Regions from separate parts of the Mus musculus genome. Here all the other regions are linked to region 1. The links are chromatin contacts, called in public promoter capture Hi-C maps. All regions are on one chromosome and are shown on one strand. Each heading gives the region's core, a stretch centred on a gene start, on an enhancer-like site or on the middle of the called end of the contact. The rest is flanking DNA. Distances are from core to core; before and after follow the strand shown.

The links. Promoter capture Hi-C pulls out the DNA fragments that hold promoters and counts their contacts.
Region 2: a contact with region 1 is called in a promoter capture Hi-C map of the HPC-7 cell line. The contact joins the promoter of Ubac2 here to the promoter of Ggact in region 1. A contact is called at or near these places in 22 of 39 promoter capture datasets (the 3T3-L1 cell line, 3T3-L1-derived adipocytes, the C10 cell line and 13 more), 4 of 484 Hi-C or Micro-C datasets (B cells, the Ba/F3 cell line, CD4 T cells and 1 more), 5 of 115 datasets of contacts at active chromatin or transcription factors (the 230-238 cell line, embryonic stem cells, memory CD8 T cells and 2 more) and 3 of 9 other capture datasets (adipose tissue, embryonic stem cells and liver).
Region 3: a promoter capture Hi-C map of pre-B cells shows a contact between it and region 1. The contact joins the promoter of Stk24 here to the promoter of Ggact in region 1. A contact is called at or near these places in 3 of 39 promoter capture datasets (liver and pre-B cells).

Annotation. Positions count from the first base shown.
Region 1 is chr14:122,911,551-122,914,874 of GRCm38.p6, forward strand. It overlaps Ggact (gamma-glutamylamine cyclotransferase), which reads right to left and starts at 1,615. Exons shown (of 3, transcript NM_145466.2): 1 at 1,551-1,615. It overlaps 4930594M22Rik (RIKEN cDNA 4930594M22 gene), which reads left to right and starts at 1,480. Exons shown (of 2, transcript NR_155287.1): 1 at 1,480-1,742.
Region 2 is chr14:121,877,183-121,880,226 of GRCm38.p6, forward strand. It overlaps Ubac2 (ubiquitin associated domain containing 2), which reads left to right and starts at 1,424. Exons shown (of 9, transcript NM_026861.2): 1 at 1,424-1,592. The coding sequence starts at 1,562. It overlaps 1810041H14Rik (RIKEN cDNA 1810041H14 gene), which reads right to left and starts at 2,226. Exons shown (of 2, transcript NR_130999.1): 1 at 2,026-2,226.
Region 3 is chr14:121,377,624-121,381,005 of GRCm38.p6, forward strand. Stk24 (serine/threonine kinase 24) reads right to left here and starts at 1,607. Exons shown (of 11, transcript NM_145465.2): 1 at 1,275-1,607. The coding sequence starts at 1,316.

The DNA.
Region 1 (3,324 bases), core at 365-2,864:
ATACCACTAGGACAAAGAGGGGAGATAGATACCCATGGCTATAGGGGTGGGACAATACAGGGAAGCCTTTGACTGAAGGATGAGTGTTAGTCAAGATGCTGGGTGGTTATTGTTAGCTCAGAGTCTCCAAATAAAATTTCCAGTATTTACTGGCTTCAGATGGGGAATGTTCTAGAGAAGGCTGCTAAGATCATTTGATGTCGTCTTCCTATTGCTACCTTCCCATGGACCATGTCCCTCTTCAAACATGACAGCACTAGTCTGTAGGGCAGAGGGTCCTCTCCCCTAACAAGACCCTGGCCAAGGCCAATAAAGAGTCATCCCATGACTCCTTTTCAAGCTTTGACAGACAGAACTGGAGCTCTCAAAAGTTCTTACTAGATAAAGAAGAAACTTTTATTTGTTTTGGTTTTGATATTTTTTTGATGTAAGATCTTGCATATCCCAGGATGGTCTGCTTTAGCGTTCTGAGTGCTGGAATCACAGACATAAGCCACCACACCTGGCTTGATCCTGTACTTAAAAAAAATTAACCTTTGCAGGGTTTTGGTTTTGGTTTTGGTTCTGTACCACACACTGCCATCCACTAATGACCACCACAGACAGACGTCAGTCCAGCTCACCACTTCACACAGAAGGGTGAATTCTACCACTGAGCCACATTCCTAATCCCAACTTGGTCTGCTTATTTTCCAGTGCTGGAGAGCCAATCTTGGGCCTTTTGCATGCTAAGGACATGGTTTGTAAGTTCACTAGTTTAAATAAAAGGTTCAGTACAAAAAAAAAAAAAATCCACCAATTAACTTTGCAAACTAGCTTTTAGAGAAAAATGCCCTCTATTGTTGAAGTCTGGCCTGCTTACTCAGGGACTTCTCAGAGAAGGTTCAGGAAAATGAGGCCAAACTGCAGAGTTCCTCACTTAGCAAGCACTTCAGTTACAGGAAACAGACCAGGAGAAAGACTTCAATTAGAAGAAATCTTTTAACATAAATAAATGAGCTTGGAGTTAAGCTAAGTTAAAATACACGCACACCTCAAATGGGTTTTAAGCGAGGCTGTAACGTTATAACTCGTTGATTAGAGTTAAACAGCAATAATAACCACGGATAGAATCAAAGGGATGGATCGCCAAAGTTCCAGGCGTTTTACTACTGGTTCCAAAGGAAATCCAGATGTGAAACGGACCAACAGAAGTTGGTTTAGGATTCTTTTTCAGGTTTTGGACTCTTCACACATAAGTGACTCCTAAAGTAAAATTAAAAAAACATTTCTTTTGAAAACCGCTAGCCACATTCCCTTAGGATCTTAAGCTACCTGTTGGAGCTGTCTGTCCCGCGAGAGCAAGCATCAGCTCCGCTCCGGTAGCAGTCACAGCACGGGCCGCCCGGGCAGCTTTCCGGGGTGGGGGTGGGGGGTCAAATGCGCGCTCCGCCCAGCGCGTTCCGCCAGGCAGACCCATACGCCGGGACGCTAGCGGACATTCGCTGGCTGGTGACAGAGTCCCTAAGCCGCCCCCAGGCTCCCAGTCCCAGCCCGCCTCGGCGCCTCACCTGCAGCGGTCGGGGGAATCACGAGGAGCGCGCCCGGACCACGGAGCGGAAATGCCCAGCTGGGCGGGTGTCGCAACCAAACCGCCCCGGGCGGCGCTCCTGCTGGTCTCTCGCCGCTCCGCCCGCCCCGGCAGCGCCACGGAGCGCACCTGGCAGCGCGCACGCCACTCCCCATGTGCCGGAACCGCGCAGGTAAGAACCCGAAGCCACATTCCTCCGAAATGCAAGCAAGCAAGCTCCCCACCACCACTCCCACCACCAGACACGGGCTCGACTGCTCCCACCAGGTTCAGCTCTACATCACACATGCTTTGACTCCACGTTAGACCCAAACACGCCTAAGATTCACTACTTCAGAGAGACTCACCCCTTCACATAGACACTGAGGTGATGCTAAACTCAGATCTGAGGAAGGCTCCACAGGACAATTAAGGCATCGCATCTGCTCGTACATATCCCTACGGGATACAGGTAACTGTAGCAATTCTGCCTACTTACCAACTCTTTTTAAAATAAAACTTGTTTAGGAGCTAATGGAAGAACTAGCTTTCCCCTACATCCTACCCTTAGGACATAAGATGTATGAGAACCAAAAGCTGAGGGCAATTTTTTCTCTAGAGATCTTTATCATGGAAGGATGTTCCTATGGCAGAATGCAGGCAGGCGTGATGCTGGAGAGTTCTATATGTCCCTATCGGGATGTGAAAGCAACGTCACAGAGATGGTGAGACTAGAGACCCATTGTCTCCTCATCGAGACCCAAATTAACTATATGACTACTGCTTTTCCTTTCATCATTTCCCATCCCTTTGACTTTGTGTATGTGGAGTACTTGAAATCGTGTTATATTCTTGGTTTTCACGTAGCATCAAATGATGCTGAAGTGGTTGTATTTTAAATAGATGTCCAAGTCTACAAGAACCCTGAACAATCATCACATTTATAAACCACCAATTTTATAGAAAGAGGACCATGAGAAGGAAAATGGGGTCTTAAAGGAGGGCCTGGGAAGGGGAGAAACAGGGAGTAATAGGATTACACATGACATCAAAGATGGGCAGGGATGAGGGAAGGAGGCATGGAGAGAAGAACAAAGCAGTACTACGAAAGTCTCAGAGCCACTCATAATGCGGCAAGCTAATTTACAAAACTAAATCGTTGAAGAAGAAGGTTAAGGGTCTAAGTATGCTTGAAGTTACTCCTTTACCACAATCTCATTTTACAGTGGAGAAATCAATAAAACCAGTAGTGGTCCCATTGTATTTACTGGAAGCAACTGGGGCACAAAGTAAATAAGCAACTAATCCCAGGTTCCAGGTAAATATGGTAAAATCAGATTCATCTGTCTTTGATAGTCACTGAACCTTTAAAAATGACTTATGATATCTTAGTTAGGGTTTCTATCGCTGTGAAGAGACACCATGACCACAGCAACTCTTATAAAGGGAACCATCTAACTGGAGCTGGCTTATATTTTAGAGTTTAGTCCATTATTGTTATGGTGAGAAGCATGGCAGCATGAAAGCAGACATGATGTTAGGTAGCCGAGAGTTGTACATCCAGATAATCAGACAGCAGGAAGAGAGAGAGATACTGAAAGCCCAGCCCCTGTGACACACATCCTCCAACAAGGGCCACCTCCAATAATGCCACTCTGTGTCTATGGGGGTCATTTTCATTCAAACCACCACACAAGCAAGAAAGCTGACCCTGAGATTCATGGTCTTGTTCCAAAGTTCTTCCAACCTTATCACCTTGTTTGCTGAAAAGTAAA
Region 2 (3,044 bases), core at 174-2,673, 1.0 Mb before region 1:
AAAACTTCTGACTACTGTTCATCTCACAGCTTTCTATCTTTTCAGATTTCAGATCTTCCAAACATACTAATGTTCAACGGAATGAGGAATTTACTTCATTTCTTCCTCTCTAACCCTGATTAGATAATAACCTTTTATAGTTTATATTAGTTTACCATAAGTGGTTACTATCTATAATATATAGGACTTAAGTAGACAGGATTAAATTTCAAAACAGTAATTTAAGAGACATAATGTGACTTTGAAGCTTTCCTTAAATCTACACTATCCCCCTCGTTTCTATGTATTTAACCACTATAGGGCCATTTCTTAGATGAATCAGGCAAAAATGTCCAAATTCAACCATTCAGTTTTGACACCGGGTACTTTCCTAGGCAAACCATTTTAAGGAAGAATGCTTTTAATGCCTGGCTCAATACCCTGTGGGGATTCCCTGCGCACTTCTCTCTTTTTAGTTTGTTGTGATGTTTTGGATGAAGTATATGAAGAAAAGCTCACCCAGAGTAGGTCTGGAATTAGAAAAGCAAGCACTTAGATTAAATGGCATTTTTCCCTCCATAAAATGTCAAAGTTTAAATGGTGGCTTCTAGATTACTTGCAACTGGGGATCTGCCTTAACACGCACTTGGTCGTCCTGCAGTTCCAGTTGGTTTATCAGGCGCTGGTTAATTGGAAAACCTTACTACTCATGGATGAAAAAGAACGGGAAAGGAAAAATACACGTTTTAGCATTACTACAAAAATCGGCCGGGTCTTCTGAACACCCTTCAGTGCTCCCAGGGACCCCATAGTTTGAGAACCAGTCTTAAGTGGGCTACAGATTTTGTGGGAATCAGCTTCTGCGAAGATCATAAGGAAATAATTTTCCTGCGAAATAACTCAACTGGATGAACATACAGTCCCCCCCCCCCCCCCCAAGCCCTGGCTGTCCTGGAACTCACTCTCTAAGACCTGGCTGGCCTCGAACTCAACCTCCCAAGTGCTGGGATTAAAGGCGTGCGCCACCACTGCCCGGAACAGAAAGCTAAGTGTATTTTTAAAACTTTTTCTTCTACTAGCCGTCTTGTCCACCCTCACCCCAGCAACCCCAGGTGCTTGGTGGGTCACCGGAAGCAGACTGTTCACTGAGCGCCAAGGCCCACACGGAAGTACTGAGCATGCGTGGGACTCGCGGCCGTCTCGCCCAGTGAAAGGTCAGAGGTCTCGAGAAAGGCCTGGTGTTCTGTGGCGGAAGAACCGGCTCGCTCACGGCGCTTCACGCCGTAAGGTTCTGTACTGGGAATTCTGGCATGCGCCAAACCCGCCCCGAACTACCGGAAGCAGCTACCATCCGGCTCGCCCGCACCTACGCACTTCCTCTCTGGGAAGGAAGGGGCGGGCTCTGGCCGAGTGTGCACGCCCCACGGGCTGCGCATGCGCCTTCTTCCTGGCGGCTCCGGAGCGCCTCGCCGGGCCGACTTCGCTCGCTGGTTGACAGTGCGCCTGCGCGGTCGCTGGGGGCTCTCCACCTCTGCCTCCCCTCCCCCTGACGCCCCGCGGGGGCTCCGGGCCCGGCGGGACCATGTTCACCAGCACCGGCTCCAGTGGGCTTTGTGAGTACCGGTTCCCTCATCCTTGGGCCGCCCTTCGCTCCATTCCGAGCTCTTCCCGGACCCGGCTCGGGGCAGCGGGGGACTCGGGGTTGCAGGAGGCTGGGGGCCCCTTGCCTCCCGCGCCCGAGCCTTGTCAGTTCTTGCTCTTAGGGGGCAGCGGGCGCCGCACCCACCATAGCCCCGAGGGCCGAGGGGGTGCCACGTCCATTCCGCTCCCGGCGTCTCCCACAAGGTGCGCAGCAGCTCCTGCCCTGCTGCAGGTGGGCTGGGCAGTTAGGGTCCAGCCGGGTGCCCCGCTCATCTCGTGGCCCGGGCCCACGCACGCACTTGGCGACTCGAGTGCGGGGCTGGAAGATGTTCCCGTGGGGGCGACGCTGGAACCCTGCTCGGTTCCCTCTCCCCCTTCATTCATACAGGCTTCTTTGGGACCCACCTGATTCCTGGAACGTGTGAATTTCATCCTCCGCTCCAGAATCTGCCCCCTCAATATTAACTTCCACGTACATCTTACCCGTTGTCCTTGAAGAGTTTTTGCGAGCTGAAAAAGTGAGCGCTTTTCAGTGAAGTTAGGAAGTCACTTGGCAAGAGAATGCAAGCTTTGCTTCTGGATGCCGCTGCACTCTCCAGGAGTGTCTGCGGTGGTCAGCAGGTAGAGGGCGGAGAAGTTTATTCAACCTCCAGGCACCCCCCCCCCCCACGACATTATGTTGAGTTGACTTTAGAGAGTGGACTCTTAACTAAACAGTGTTGAGATTAGGCATTGATACACTAACAGCAAACTGTTTGAACAAGCCGCAGTTCGCAGTTTCTTTCTCTGTCGGTATTTCCCATCTCTGCGTGTGAAGTTAATGTTGCTAGAGCACAGAAGTGCCTGGCATCTCCAGATGGTACATTCTGTTGTGAACGTCATGAGCCTTTCAAAGAACACTCCTGTTACATAGTCTGAGAGCTGACTGTCAGAGCCAGCGACATAATTTAAAGTCGTCCTCACCTCTCACCGTAATCTCAGGCTTTGAAGTAGGTTTAATGTTGTTTATGATCTCCATATTTAGTACCTAATTTAAGTTATGGAAACGTTGACGTATTGGCCCCAGAATCCATCAGAACTACTAGTGAGTTGGTCTTCAAACTACTGTTTGGATGAATAAGGTAGTGTGGCTTTCCTAGGGTTACACTATGTGGGTGGATCTGTCAACAGCAGATTTCTTCGATTTTAGTTGTTCTCAGCATCTTGAGGCACCCTTTTGTACCAAACATGTAAAAGTTAAAAAGTGACAGTCTGGGGACATGGCTCAGTGGTTATGAAGCTTGTCCTGCAGGCATGAATATCTGAGTTCTAATTCTCAATACCCATGTAAAAGCTAAGGCATGCAGTGTGTGTCTATAACTCACCAGTGAGAGGTGGAGGCAGGAGATTCCCCAGGGCTTTGCTGGCCAGCCAGTTTACTGTGT
Region 3 (3,382 bases), core at 357-2,856, 1.5 Mb before region 1:
TTTCCAGTGACACTTCTCAATTCCAACTTTATTATCCCTTAAAAATGACTCAAGTTCTAGTGGCCACTGAAGTGGTAACTTTGAATTCCTATTTTTCCAGAGTTCAAAACCGGGGCCAAGAAAACCATTTTCCTTACGTGGTATGGAAAGAAAAAAGAAGAAGAAAAGAGGGATAGGAACTATTTTCAGAAGTGGCAGAAGCAGTAAGAGGCAAGCAAGGTCCATGCGGCTCAACCCTGAAGCCAGAGAGAAGGCGCCTGCTGCATCTATAAACTGATAACCTTGGATATTCTGAGGTGTTTTGTTTTTTTTTTGTTGTTGTTGATTTTTGTTTGTTTTTTTTTAAGCAAAACTCTTCCGTTCACTTCCTTGGGAAAGCAAAACTTTGACTGGTCTTGCTATCTTAATCGCAATCATTATGTCTGTATTTATTATATACGCTCACAAACTTTACAAGTTTGAACAGACAAGTGATTGTTTTTCAAAGTGCAGAAAACCATCCTCAATAGCAAAAAAAAAGTTCGTGCATCCATATAAACTTGAAATTCAACTCCGTCCCCTCACCGCCCCCTTCCCCTCCGAAGAAAAAGTCACTGGCAGGCTAAGAAGATACAAAGTGTGCACCAAGAAGCCCGCTAGCACACAGTTCCTCTGGATGCCAACCGGTCTCAAAGTGAAAGTCCAGCAGCGGAGTCCTGGCACCCGAGGGATGAACCTGGGCTCTGCACACCAGGGCGCTCGCGGAGGTGTGGGTTCCGCCTCCCGAGTTTGCAACCTCGCACTTTCCGCACCAGAACTACAGGCTCCGATGCGAGGTTACATCTTCCTGCACCCCGCCCTGCGGCCCGCCCGGACTGTGACCAGCCGGGGCGCGCTCCCGCCCTGCGCTCGGGTCTCCCGCTTGAGGGGTCTGGGGAGGGACTTTTGCTAACTGAGGACGGACCCCAGAGTGCCGCTATCCCTGTCCCAGGCCCACATAGGGCCCAGGCACCAAAGCGGGGCCTCCAAGGACACTAGTTCAGACTCCTGCCCGGGATGGGCGCTCGGCCTGCGCGTCGGACTTGGGGAGCGCAAAGCTCCTGCACCCCACCTCGGCCCCAGGCCGCAGACCCCAAAGCCCCTCCACGTGCATACACCCGAGATCCCCGCCGCCCGAGTCGGCGAAGATCCCGGAGAAGCGGGCCCGGCTGGTTGGGGGGAGGGGGGGCGTGTTGACACCGCCAAGTTGCCCGCTTCCGCCCTGGCCGCAGCCCGACCGGGCCACCCCAACCTACCTGCATGCCCGGCAGGCCCGACTGCACCGGGGAGTGGGCCATGGCGCTCGGCGCCGCCACTTCCTGGCCCGGGACGCGCGGAGCCGCGCGGCGAGCAGGCCCGGGGCCGCGCGCAGCCCTCGGGTGGCGGGGCGGGCTCTGGAGCCCGAGGCCACCGCACCCCGGGGACGGTCTCAACGAAGGTTGGCGGGCCGCGGCCCCATACACTGAGCCTGGGGCGGGCAGTGGGGGGCGCGGGGGACGTCTCGAGACTGCGGCTGCTTCTCCAGGGATCCCGTCGCTGCGCCGCCGCGGTGCTCAGGTCGAGCCGGGCGGCCTGGGCCCGCGAGCGCTGGCCGCCTGGAGCCGAGTGGGCGCGCACAGTCCGCCGCGCCCCGCCCCGGCCCGGCCCCCGCGCCCGCCCCCGCGGCCCGGCCGGGGACCCCGCCCCGCGCTTCCGGGAGGGGGAGGGGGAGGGGAGGAGCCGCCGGGCGCCCTAGGCCGCAGTCGCGCCTCCCTGCGGGCGCGCAGGCGGGGTCCCCGGGGCCCGGCGGGCAGGCGGGCGCTCTCGGGTGCTGTGCGCCGGGGTCCTTCGGAACCGCGGGGTGGGCCTCGCGCGCGGAAGAGAGCTGAGTTTGGGGGAGCGAAGAGCACCGCCCACTCCTACCCTTCCCTCTCCACCCGCCCTGGCCCTCCAGAGGCCAGAGTCTGCACTCGGGGTGTCCCCAGAGGGGCCTAGCCTGGGGCCTATTCCAAAAGCCCCGGCCGGAGCGTCCTCACTGTACGAAGTTTCCAGCCAGATCAAGGAAGAAACCCCAAGGGTAGAGAGGGCGGTTTGTGTGCACTGCCTTGGGTACTGAACTCAGCCTCGCCTGGGCCGCCGGCTGTGGAAACTTAGCTGGACAGAGGAAGGGCTGGGCCCCGCCATCTCTGCGCTGCGCACAAGAAGGGAAAAGTGGGGTGCGGAGGGGTGCTGGAGGAAGGGAAGACAATAGAAGGAAACCGCGTCCCGACTCTTACCCAGCCCTCCCCTCGCTTCACTGCTCCTAAGGCCGTAGGCCCTCTCTGGGCACCAGCTCTGCCCTCCTCCTAAGCTGCCGCTTCTGCAGCAAACAAGGAAGGATGGAGTGAATCCATGCGGTTCCAGGAAGTACTTTATTTACAAGTGGCAAATAGGAAGTGGTCTAAGAGTCAGAATCGCTGTGTCTCTCGCCATAGGGACCCTGAGGCCTCATTCAGGAGTGCCCGCTTTGCCCCACAGCTGTGCAAGGTTAACCATACAAAATGAGTCCCCAAGAGTTCAGAAATAGAGGACGCATAAATCCTCGACTAAGGTAGAGAAGAGATTATTCTCTGAGGTGTCCTTGTATTCCAAGAACACAGGCTCCCTCTGGGTCCTGCATCAGAAGTTAAAGTAAGCCGAATACCCTTTGGAAACCTAGCCTAGGAGACCTCCAGGATGCTAAGATGTATTAGAAGGCTTGCATGATTACTCCTGGTCACCTGACTGAGATGCGTTGCCACTTCTAAAGAGTAAACTGAAAACATTAAAAGTATGAACCCATATAACCAAGAGTTTATGTGTTCCCTAAGCAGAAGAAACCTAAAAAGAAAAGAAAAAAAAATGGAGTACTTAATGAATACAAGGGAAAATGATCAAGACCATGAATCTTGAAAAGGCATATATTATTCAACCTCAAATTCTACCTAGAATAACATGAAAGAATGACCAGAAATACAGGAGTCTCTACCAAGAGGCAGCGACTTTCAGCCTTGGAAATGTCTGATTACATAAAGAGTACTTTCTTACTACTACTACTTCACCAGGTGTGGTGGCACAAGCCTTTAACCCCAGCATTTGGGAGGCAGAAGCGGGCAGATCTCTGTGAGTTCAAGGCCAGCCTGGTCTATATAGTTCCAGGACAACCAGGGTTATACAGGGAGACACTTTCTAAAGAACATGACCCCCCCCCCAAAAAAAAAAAAGAAGAAAAGATATTTTAGTAGGTCATGTTTAGTAATTGTGATAATGTCCCTCAGAGGCTCATGTATCTGAACACTTGCTCCCCAGTGGGTGAGTGCTATTTGGGGAGGTATAAGCAACCCAGCCTTGCTGGAGGAAGAATTCC